Regions from separate parts of the Gossypium arboreum genome. Here region 1 is linked to region 2. The links are chromatin contacts, called in public Hi-C maps. All regions are on one chromosome and are shown on one strand. The core of a region is the stretch at or near the end of the contact, and the rest is flanking DNA. Distances in the headings are between cores, read along the strand shown.

Evidence for each region. Hi-C and Micro-C count contacts between places; a contact is called where the count stands out from the background.
Region 1: a Hi-C map of leaf shows a contact between it and region 2, with 2.5 times the contacts expected there. The contact joins the enhancer-like site here to the promoter of LOC108480701 in region 2. A contact is called at or near these places in 2 of 5 Hi-C or Micro-C datasets (both in leaf).

Annotation. Positions count from the first base shown.
Region 1 is chr2:101,982,385-101,988,292 of ASM2569848v2, reverse strand. It overlaps LOC108466926 (E3 ubiquitin-protein ligase UPL3-like), which reads right to left. Exons shown (of 19, transcript XM_017767308.2): 16 at 5,315-5,437; 17 at 5,158-5,223; 18 at 4,917-4,993; 19 at 4,541-4,828. The coding sequence ends at 5,158. Among protein-coding and RNA genes, the nearest start is that of LOC108466926, 11 kb to the right of the region's middle. Within about 2 kb of position 1,807, at least 2 of the 2 cell types and tissues checked have an H3K27ac peak or open chromatin away from gene starts, as enhancers often do. A contact at or near this core is called in leaf, where this site is marked.
Region 2 is chr2:101,372,962-101,379,304 of ASM2569848v2, reverse strand. LOC108480701 (endo-1,4-beta-xylanase 5) reads left to right here and starts at 1,541. Exons shown (of 8, transcript XM_053025069.1): 1 at 1,541-1,929; 2 at 2,044-2,114; 3 at 2,213-2,247; 4 at 2,366-2,525; 5 at 2,884-3,056; 6 at 3,186-3,287; 7 at 3,382-3,528; 8 at 3,606-4,644. The coding sequence starts at 2,048. The coding sequence ends at 4,580.

The sequences.
Region 1 (5,908 bases), core at 558-3,057, 610 kb before region 2:
CAGCAACCGTGAGTTGTAGAATTCAAGGCTTAATCCTACATTAGAGACTATCACTAACATGGATATGATATGACAAGTAAAACATTTCTTTGTTGATTCTTTCCCACTATTTAGCTCTTTGTAACAATGAAAGATGATGGTATTTTGTGTTATTAACATGTAAAAGGGTATCAAAACATGGCTGTTCATTATGTTTTGTCATTGACTTTAAATATTAAGGTTGTTCATTTATATTGGTCTCAGGTACAATCTTATGTATTGAGAATACGGCATGTGAGCTGAACATTTGACGATAGTTCCTATTTCTTTCTTTTGGGGCCAGTACATAGATAAGGGTTCTCTAGGGGCTTTCCTAAAGTTAGATTGTTGTTAATCATTCATTTATTAGATTGTTGTTAATCATTCATTTATCTTCTTTCTATATTGATATTTATAATTTTTATATAATTAAATTTAAATGTAATATTTTATTAAAATAATAACAATTACTTCCATTCTAAATTTATGTTTTGTCTTATTAATCTAAATGATCACACATATTCCCATTGATTTGATGAATTAAAGTAGAATAGTTTATACATATGTGGTTTTTAACATTTTTTCTGTCACAATTTAAATGAAATGAGAATGTGAAATGTAACATTATAATGTTTGTTATATGTAACAAAGTATCGATCAAAATTATTACTTAACTCGTAAACTAACATTTAAATTATGTCATTATTTCTATTTCAGTGTCTAAATTTTTTAATCACATTAACAAGCTATTTATTACTTCTAATATTTTATTTTTATTGTAAAATAATTAAATTATTTGTTTCACTAATGATATTTTAGTAAATTAAATATGTATTGCAATTTAAAATAATAAAGTAGGTTATATATTATTTTTATAATATTATATATTATGATTTTTAATTCATATAATAATTATATTAGAATGTTATTAAATTATATATTATTTTATTAAATTGTATTTAATAAAATTATATTAAAATATGATTAAATTTATTTATATTTTTATTAAAATCTATTTAAAAATAATTTTATTAAAATTTAATAACAATAACAATAACTATTCACCTAAAAATTTTTATCAAGAGTATTTTAATCATTTAAGCATTTTTTCTTATACTATTATAACATCTATTACATTCAACTAAATACAAAAATATTATTATAGATCTATTTCATTTCATTTAATCAAATAATAAAATTACTGATAAAAATTTTAATCTATTATAATTTTATTCTATTACAATTCTATTGGATTGAGGTCGACCAAATGATACCTAAAGGTTTTAGAACATCCATATTAAACACAAAGTTGAACAGCAGTTTTTGGGGAACAGGGCTAATGATGGTTGTGTCGTTCAATGGCACACGTGTTCGAACGATATTGGTTGTGAGATGTCGGAGTGTTTAGGTCATAAAACGTATTATTTTGGGGAGGGTTCTATAAATAGGCCTCGTCTCCAACAATCAAGTAATTTGGCGGCTTCAAAATTTCCCTAGTGTTTTTGTGTCTTCTCAGCAACTGTTCTTCAAATTCTTCAAGTGCCCAACCTTCTTTCGGGCTCTTTCTTCTCTCTTCTTCTCATTCTTGTCCCTAATTCTTGTTAAACTTCATATTTTCAAGATAAGACTTCACCTTTTCTACGTTTGTTTCCCTCTTCTATTTCGTATTTTCCTGTTAATCATGACTGAAAACAATCGTGGAAGGGAGGCCAAAACTTTGAAAGCAACAGGGAAAAGGTAGAGAAAGTCACCAAGAAAGGTGAATGAATTAGTGGTAGGGGGTCCTTCCAGTGTTCCACTACCAAAAAAGAGGCCAAAAGGTTGCTCCGCTGTAGGTTGTTGTTGCAGAAGCGCCATCGTTATGATTTTAGCCTTTTTCTGAGCCTTTTCCTCTCTGTTCTTCTTGTTCTTGTCCCTAATTCTTATTTTTGCTTGTTTTTCTGCTTTGGGCTTAATATTTTCAAGATAAGACTTCGCCTTTTCTACGGTTGTTTCCCTCTTCTATTTCGTATTTTCTTGTTAATCATGACCGAAAACAACCGCGGGAGGGAGGCCAAAACTTCAGAGATAATAGGGAAATGTAGAGAAAGTCACCAATGGAGGTGAAGGAATTAGTGGTGGGGGTCCTTCGAGTGCTCCACTACTAAAATATAGGCCAGAAGGTTGCTCCGTTGTAGGTGGTTGAAAAAGCATCATCGTTAGGATTTTAACCTCTTGAAGGGGTCCTATTCCTTTAGTGAAATCTATGGGCCTAAGTATAGCGGAGGGAGGCCAGTGCTAGAAGTTGGGTTTCACTTGCCTCCCACTCGTTCATCATTGAAGTTCTCTCTTGCTATAAAGTTTCTTCTGGGCAGTTAGTTGGGGCTTCTTGGTGGATCATCATTGGGTTCATCATTCTTTGCCGCAAGTGGGGAATGTGGTCCATGCTAAGGGTATTCCAAAACATGTTCCATTTGGTGGGGTGAACAGCTGCTAACGAGCCGAGGTTGATGTATTTCTCCTGACGCCAAGGCATACCCCAGATAGAGGAAATTTTGTATGGGAGGATCAATAATATGAGTTTAAGCCGTCACAAATACATTCTTATGGAACTTGAGTTCGACAATGAGTCCGAATTACCCATCAAATGGAGCCTACCTCTTTATGAACTTGTGCAACTACAAGTCCCCATTGAAGGGTTACGAAAGGGTTTTGACTTTCGAGGAGCAATTCATAATGATAAATAAAAAGAATATCCTCGTTGTCCCCTAAAACATCACCCTCCAAAAGGTCTTTTAAGTATTGTATGTTCGACAATGACGTGAATGGGTACTAGAATGCGATTTCGGACGGGGCTTCATGAACGACGAGTCATGAAAATCTCATGACCAGTCATGACTTTAACGCTGAGGAAATGATGGCTCTAATTCTCCGCGGACTAATGGAGGAACTGTGAGATTATATTGTAACATTTGCAAGGTGTTCAAAACATAAGTTGAGGATCCCAGAGTTTATACACCATTCCTTACCCATCATCCCTGCGAATGATAGGGAACCATATGTCATTGTGGGGGCAACACAACTGTTGCCAGTGGAAGATCCAGTCAATCTACTGCTTCTCGTAGCCGAGCCCTGGCTCCAGATGAGGAAACATCTTCCTAGGCTCAAGTCGCGACTGATATTTCTTCAGATGAAAGGGGTGGGGAGGAAGAAGCCCCCTATAAATGTCCTCCTGCTAAGCGTCGTTATGGATATGGAGGCTATCCACGCCTACTTTCAATGATAGAAGGAGTGGTTAAATATAGAGAGTTGGATGAGGGACACTATGATCGTGCCCCTAAATCTTTGTTTTATCCTTCCTTATCCTTTATAAATCTTGTTAGTGTTAGCATTGTTTGATTTTTGCTGAATTTGATTATGTTATTCCTTTGCGCAACTACTTCAACCCCTACAAGGGGACAAATTGATTCTAGTCTCTTAGATGTTTATGTTTATGCTAGTGCCACAGACACCACTAGCAGGAAAAGATTGAGGAAACTGTCCAACAAACCATCCAAAAATATTGCAGTACTAAAGGGCGAGGCCAACCAAAGCCTCAGGAATTATACATCTGGGAGCATACTACTCCTCCATCAAGTGCTGTTGAAGTTTCCATAGTGACGAGTGAAGGGCAGTCCAAAGCCTCATTTAGTGTTGTGCCAGAACATCCATTCTGAATGATCAATCTGACACCATATCTAAAACCCCTTTTAGGATTCACATTCTAAGTGAATCGTCGAATGCCTACTACTATTCCTTAGGTATGACACTTGTGCTTTTTTATTGACTTAAAGACTTTTACTCCAACTTCGACATGTAGCAACACAAGAAGCATATCTTAAAAGGCACTCGTGAACAACCTTTCATCTTAAATCATCTGATTGGTTATTCATGACGAGTTACTTGAATACCTCACACTACTTATTTTTGCCCTCTAGCAAACCATCCGCTTACTTTTGCCCTCTAACAGACCATCCGCTTTCAACCACCAGCTCCTGAACCCCAACTATGAATTGTCCATAAAGACCTCTGAACATAACTACCTCATATTATCTCATTAAAAGAATGTCAAAGAAAGATCACATAATGCTCTGATTGACAACAATTGATATATAACAAACTTGTCATCTGGCCAACCACATGAACAAACCGCCATCTATATTGTCGATGACATGACACTGTCAAATAAGAGAAAAATCCCTTATATATACCCCCAACACAGAATTTATGATCTCTCTCCTCTTGTAACTTAAAACCTTTCACTCGCTTGTAATTTATGATCCCTACGACCCTTCACAAGTGAACAACGTCATCACCACCACCTCCTTGTTGAAACACTAACATCAGCAAATTATATAATATTCAAAATATCTGAAATAATCTTTCAAATTTTTTAATAATTATTTGAATATTAGATTTCTTCCCCCCGAATAAAATGTGAATGGTTAACACCCCATCTATTTAATAGGAATTGAATCTCCATATAAAAGTTAAGTGTTAAACCTTTAAAAAAGAAGTGCCTTCTAGACATTTATTTCTTTCGATTTCCTTCCCTCCCAAGCCAATATAAAATAAAAATAAAATTTCATCATTTATTTACTTCCTTCAACAATTTACGCCCATGTAACGATATATATGTAAATATATTATATCTTGCCAGCCAATAAATTGTCAAACCAAAAGAAAAAAGATAACATACACATAAACTTCCTATTTATATACAAAAGTTTTAAGCAGCCGCCTGCCTGAATCAATTCTCCACAAAATCCGCCTTCCAATTTCTTTTCTGCTTCTGCTTGTAAGTCATCTGATCAAAAACATTCATTACGTACACATCTGGAAAATATATATATATATAAAAATTGAAGTAATTCAATTACCCAGAATTTGGAGGGCCTATGGACGCAAATTTTGGATGATCCACCATTAAAGTAGAAACGAAGCTTTGCCAATGCCACTAATTGTATGTAAACATCAGTGAAGAGAAACCATTATTTGAGCAAAATTAATACGCCACTTGGAAATATCAAAAATGATCGCAGCAGGTGAGATAAGTTGACCCCACATTGTGTTGTTCAGAACTATACTACACAATTGTATGTTTTGGTTGCGAACACTCACTCATGATAAATCAAAAGATCCTTGCCCTTCGTTGATTGCATATAGCAATTTCTTATACATAATTTCCTGTTCACACACCACCACTTGGAAATAAGTTCATATAAAAATGTTACCAGGGATAATCATACAAAAATCAATCTAGACTGATTAATAATACCTTGGAAGAATATGGAGGAAGCTTCAAGTAATTAGCACAAGTCATGACACTGGGCAAGTCATCATCTGCTGATTCTGAGGGTCCACTTCCATTGGAAGTAGCAGCAATTGCAGACGACGAATGCTGCAATCAGATTTCAGACAAACCGTCAATACATGCCAAACAAGAACTCAGCTTTATATACAGCTGAATGAAAAATTTACTGTTAAGCTAATAATAATACTGATGATGACTACATTACCCCAAACTCGGAGGTACCAGTGTGTCAAAAGGTGTGACTCAGTTTTTGAAGTTATTTTATATATATAATATAATACTATCCAAATTCCGATGCGTCAAGCACAGGTGTCCATGGGTACTATAGCCAAAATGAAAATTCCAGATAACATAGTATTCATAGTACATAACTCTCTTAAGGTGCAACCTTAAAAATATTGAAGCCAGTTTCACGTAAAGAGACTACTTAAAAACTGACATTAATAAATACATATGTAAATCTTATTTCAATCAGACTTTCATCTTAAAAAAATTCAATGACGAGCAGATAGAACAATTAACAACGTAAAAGAAAAGAAACATTGATATCAACTTTCT
Region 2 (6,343 bases), core at 292-2,791:
TAAAGCCTGTGGGCTACAAAAATATGGTCTTATAGGCCCACATTTTGACATCATCTTGATTTGAAAAATATTTTTTTAATTAGATGTGAGTAAAATTTAATTCGATTCAAAAAATAAAAAAAATTTAATTTCGAGTTAATTGAATCAAGTTATTCGAGTAAGCTCGAATAAGAAATTTAGGATTTCGAGTTCGAGTTGAGTTGAATTCTACAATTCAAATAACTTGAATAATATGAATAACAGATTAGTATAAATACCCTTTTGGTCCCTATCAATTTTGAAAATGAGCAAATTGGTTTCTCTCTTAACATAAATTACAAAAATAAAAATCAAAATAATTTTCAAAATTGAAAATAATTTTTAAATTCAAAATATTTTTAAAAATTCTAAAATCTGTATAATTTTTTAAAAATCTAAAAATATATAGAAAAGTTGAAATTTTAAAATTTTATAAAATAATAATTTTGGAATCTAAGTGATTAATGATTCAAGTTTATCGTACTAAAATATCATATTATTATTATGCTTTAAACAGTTTGCAAATATATATGGTTTCAAATTTATATGCTCTAACAAATAAATAGTTATATTGTAACAACATTTTAATTTACAGTATTAATTTTTCTAATTTAACTCGAACAATTTCACTCGATTCGATCGAAAGTTCACACTTAATTCGAGTTATTCGAAAATCTAAATAAGAAAAGATAAAATTACGTCATTTTAATAAATGTTTACCTTATTTAAAGTTAAAAGTCAAAACTATAAAGTTAAAAGTAAAATTACGTTGTTTTGATAAATATTTACCTAATAGTTTTATTTTCCTTCCCGAATTGTCACACTTTCCCTTTTTCCTTTGTTCATGTAAATATAACATCAAGTATAAGATTTGTTAACTTGACACGATTCAACTCGACTTGAAATTTTTTGACTCGATTAAAAAAAATTCAAATTGAATTCGGTTATTATAATAGTATTCATCAACTCGACTAACTCGAAATTTTTTAACTCGACTCGACTAAATCGAATACTCACCCCTTTCTGGCAGGTTGAAGGCCACTCTACAGTGATACTAGAATTGCAGTGAAAATGAAAATGTCTTTACCTTTTCCTTCAATGCCCAACAGGTTCCACGTCCATGGAGGAACCGAGGGATTGGGCATTCAATGTGATTTGACTTTTAAAGCATGTGAATGCATGGTCCCAATATCATGCACGCTTCACGCGTGCAAGTTCTAGCCATGAATGAAGCACCCCTGGAATCAAACTGGTCTGACAATGGAGGACTAGACTTTAATCTAAAGCAGACTTCACCTATTTCCAACCCATTTCCCATTAATTACTCATCTTCAATCCTTGTACAACTTGTGCTTTGTTTTCCAATCTCCATGATCAAAACAAAAACTAAGCTATCCCCCAAACACTAATTTCGGAATCTCTCAGTATTAGCAACAGTGCTTGGTTACACTGGTCACCTAATCCTCGAACCTCCATTATATAAATTTCTTCTTTTACACTTCTCAAAGCAGCCCAAGTTGGTGGCCAAAAGCAACCCAAGTTCTAATAATATTGGTTAAACGAACATTGTTTCAGTTTGCTGACAAAAACCAGAGTTTGGCACACAACCAAATCTTAGATTAAAAAAACACTTAACTTGGACTCATCACTTAGTTCTTAGCAACAAGCCAACTCTCCATTAAAGCTAAAGTGACTAATATTAAGTAAGGGTGGATAGAAAATAAATAAATTTCCCACTTATATAACGTTGAGTCTAAGCCTGTATAACCATATCTGGACATTTAGCAGCAAAGACGAGTTTATTTAAAGTTCACATCAAATGAAACCCTTAAGTAAAACATGTGAGCAAGGCACGGGTTCTCATAGGCCTTTCACTGTTCCCTTGTGATCCCCACCACAAACCTTAATTAGGTACACTCCCCCTCTTTCTCCTGATATCCGAAATCATTTCATTTTTTTTTTCTGTATGGTATATAATGTAAGCTTCAGCATTAGTTCAATCCAATAGCCGTTTGTTCAAAACAGGAACATGAAACATTTTGGTGGCTTCTGGGCTTTCTTCATTCTTCTTAGTGGTTCCTTGGTTGCTTCATATGGTTCTCTCTCCCTTTCTACATTTGGTTTGACTGTTCAAAACATTCTAATGGGGTTTTCAGAAAACTTAAGTGGGTTCTTTTTCTTTTTATTGCTGCAGATGGGCCTTTATATGATTTTAGTGCTTACACAGAGGTAAAACAGTTTTGAGAATAGATCATTTATCTATTGACTGTATTATGAATATGTAGTCTGAAGTTATTTGATTCACCGCAATGTCCATGACAATTGTTGATGATGTTGTTGGTTGCAGTGTAAAGCACAGCCAGAGGAGCCACTGTACCAAGGAGGGATTCTGAAAGATGAGCCTCCCATTATGAAACCTGCCATTATTGGCAAAACTGCAACTGGTTTTTACACTCCAGCTTTTCTCTTGAAGAATCTCACCCTGGGCAATTTGTACTGTTTCTCCAGTTAAGTTCTCCATCTATATGAATTTCGGATACAAATATTAAAACACAAATACTTCAAAAAAAGAATAAACAAGTTCATCGACATAGGTGAACCCTTAATGCACCTGTTACTGACTTACTGGCATGTCACACTGTATCATCCGTGGCCCAACAAGTGGCAATGTTTAAGGTTTGGATTTGTCACATAAAGTGGCAACCGACATATGCAAATGCTAGATATGGCCCCAGTTCAGGAACATCCCCCTGTTGTAGAGGCAACTGCCTTTTTAACATAGACAAAAACTTCTACTGTGAATATCAGACAAATTGTATTTTGAAACATTACAGGATTGGCTTACTCTGTTTGGTGAAATTACAGCTTGGATCAAAATACAAGGTGCAAATTCAGCTCTCATTAGGGCAAGCTTGAAGACAGAAAACAGAACATATAATTGTATAGGGACTGTTTTGGCTAAGAATGGTTGCTGGTCATTTCTCAAAGGTGGATTTGTTCTTGATTCACCTTCAAATTTAGCTTTACTGCTATTCCAGGTGAACCTATTTTCAAACCAATATATATTTAGGCTTTTATATGTGAAAAAGATTGAGCATTAGGTCATGAATGCTGTCATTGATTTTTGCTTCTAAGAACCTTTTTTTTCTAATGTCCTGGATATGCAGAACTCAGATGATAAAGATATTGATATAACAATAGATAGTTCCTCGTTACAGCCATTTACTGATCAAGAATGGAGGTTCAACCAGCAATTCATGATTAACACTGTAATTACTGTTGACACACTTTGTGAAATGATATTTCAACAATGGTAATGTCCAATATCTTAACAAAATTACTTACTGTCTATTTTTTCCCCAGCAAAGGAAGCGTGCTGTAACAATACATGTCTCAGATCAACAAGGTAATAGGTTGCAAGGAGCAGCAATAACTATAAACCAAGTCTCAAAGGATTTTCCATTTGGTTCTGCAATAGCACACACCATTCTTGGGAATTTGCCCTATCAGGTATGTGTTCATATTCATTTCTTAATACATGTCAGACAATGCTAGCTAATTGATCTTGTTTTCTTTTTGTCTTCCAGAACTGGTTTGTTGAACGATTCAATGCAGCAGTGTTTGAAAATGAACTGAAATGGTATGCAACAGAACCAGATCAAGGGAAGACCAACTACACCTTAGCTGACCAAATGCTGGAGTTTGTTAGAGGCCACCAAATAATAGCCAGAGGCCACAACATATTCTGGGAAGACCCCAAGTACACGCCTGCATGGGTTCGGAACCTTACAGGCCCTGACCTACAATCAGCAGTTAATTCCAGGATACAGAGCTTAATGAGCAAATACAAAGAAGAATTCATACACTGGGATGTCAGTAATGAGATGCTCCACTTTGATTTTTACGAGCAACGACTTGGACCTGATGCAACCTTGCATTTCTACGAGACTGCACATCAATCGGACCCTTTAGCAACCCTGTTCATGAATGAATTTAATGTTGTGGAAACCTGCAGTGATGTTAAATCAACAGTTGACACTTACATTGAAAGGATAAGAGAGCTTGAACGCGGTGGCATGTACATGGATGGAATTGGGTTGGAAAGTCATTTTACAGTGCCAAACCTTCCTCTAATGCGAGCCGTGATAGACAAATTGGCTACCCTCAGACTCCCCATATGGCTAACAGAGGTAGATATTAGCAGTTCGGTTGGTAAAGAATTACAGGGGGTGTACCTAGAACAGGTACTAAGAGAAGGGTTTTCACACCCTTCAGTGAATGGGATAATGCTGTGGACGGCTCTCCATCCAAAAGGGTGTTACGAAATGTGTTTAACTGATGAGAATTTTAAGAATCTCCCAGCGGGTGATGTGGTTGACAAGCTGCTGAAAGAATGGGAAAGCGGGGAGATGAAGGGGGTAACAGATGAGCATGGTTCATACAGCTTTTATGGATTCTTAGGCGAATACAAGGTCAATGTCGGATATGGGGACAGGGCTGCAAATTCTACTTTCTCACTCCCCCGTAGCGATGAGACTAAACACTTCAGCATTCATTTGTAGCACCCATGATTCTTGTATATGGAAATTTTAAATTTGATTTTAAACAGTACTCAAAGAGTACAAACACGTTTTGATTCGAAGTTTAAATACTAAACCTAAGGTTACCTCGGGCTATGGACGAGTTGCCACCCCGATCCAATGGATATTGGGCTCAAGCAGCAATGTCCTTGGGACAAATAAATAGTTACGTGGCTTCAATGAGTTCAATCAGCAAGCCACTGAAACAGAATATGTTGTCCAAACAAAGCCATTGGCAGGCAGCTTCAATCACACATTGCTTTGAGCTTACTCTTCAAAATCACACTATCACCGTTCACATTAAAAGCAGATCCATCCCATGTCATTTAAACAATCTTGGGATGCTGATTGGCAAGTATTACCACTTCATTTAATCGCGTTGCATCATGAGTAAACAGTATTGTTCTCTCTCAACGTCTAAACACCCCTCAAGACTTTCCCACTTTAAGGTTCGCCAAATTCAAACCTATGACCTCCTAAATATGAAGTCATTGTTGCAACTTTGGTACCATTTCATCAGACTAACACCAAAATTATATTATGATTGTAAAACGAAAGCCCAAAACCAACCTTCCACAACACCTTGAGAAGTAAAATATACTAGATCTTGTTACATTTATAATATAGGTGACAATAATTATATAAAGTTCAAACTTGAAAGTGTATGTTTTATGTTTTGGGTTCAAATTTTATACTCATCATAAGCATATAATTTTTTTTCTGAATTTTATATAAAAAGATAAAAATACCCTTCAATTAATATTTATTGCTTTGTTAAGACATGAGTTTGCTTATTTAACAAGAGGTGGGATCTAGTTATAAGTGACATCAACTCAATCAAAATCTTTATATATAGTATAAATATAAATAGAGAAAATATTTTGTACACCGCTAGTGGAGTTTTTAGACACTACAAGCAAGACCAGAGAGTTGACAAGTGTCCTATAGGGCATAATAAAATATTAAAAATAAATATTTAAAAAAAATATGCATGCTAATTTTTTAAGGTTTCTTGTGGAATAAAAGAAAAGTATATTGTCAATATATCAAATACTAACCCGTATATATAATTAATGGAAATTTGAATCATAATACTTTTCAAAAGGAAAATTCATTAATTCATTTTATGAATAGGACCATACTATTCGAGAAAAAAATCAGTCATCTTAGGCAGTGAAGGACAGTTCATCAACAAACAAAAGTTTGAACTCAGCATCAATAAAATATTATGGTATATTGATAACTAACTTTGTCACAACTCAAACACAATGTATCAGGAGTGATTGCAAGCATTTAACACGATAAGGAAATCAATCTTGACTAATCCAAAGTGGTGGGGAAAAAATCAGCAAAAGAACTTATCATCCACCAATTTGGAGAGGATAACTATAAAATTAATCCTAAAATCACTAGCAAAAGACTTCATGCACAAGTAAGACAAAAAAAACTAAAACTTGTCCAAGACAAGACAAATTTCAAAAAATGAAGACTTATTAAACAATAAAAGAAACATATAATATTTAACACAACACGGATCGAAACTGACACATAGAACCATTTATAATTCTGAAATAGTCTCAAAACTTAAATAGATTAAGAAGCTGATAAAGAGTCACCATTCGAGTATCTACAATCAACCCAATATCAAAGAGAAACTACTAGTGGTCGATGGATGTTCAGGAACGATAGACACCACCATTATATATCATAACTTGTGAAGATAATAAAAATACCTACAAAATAGA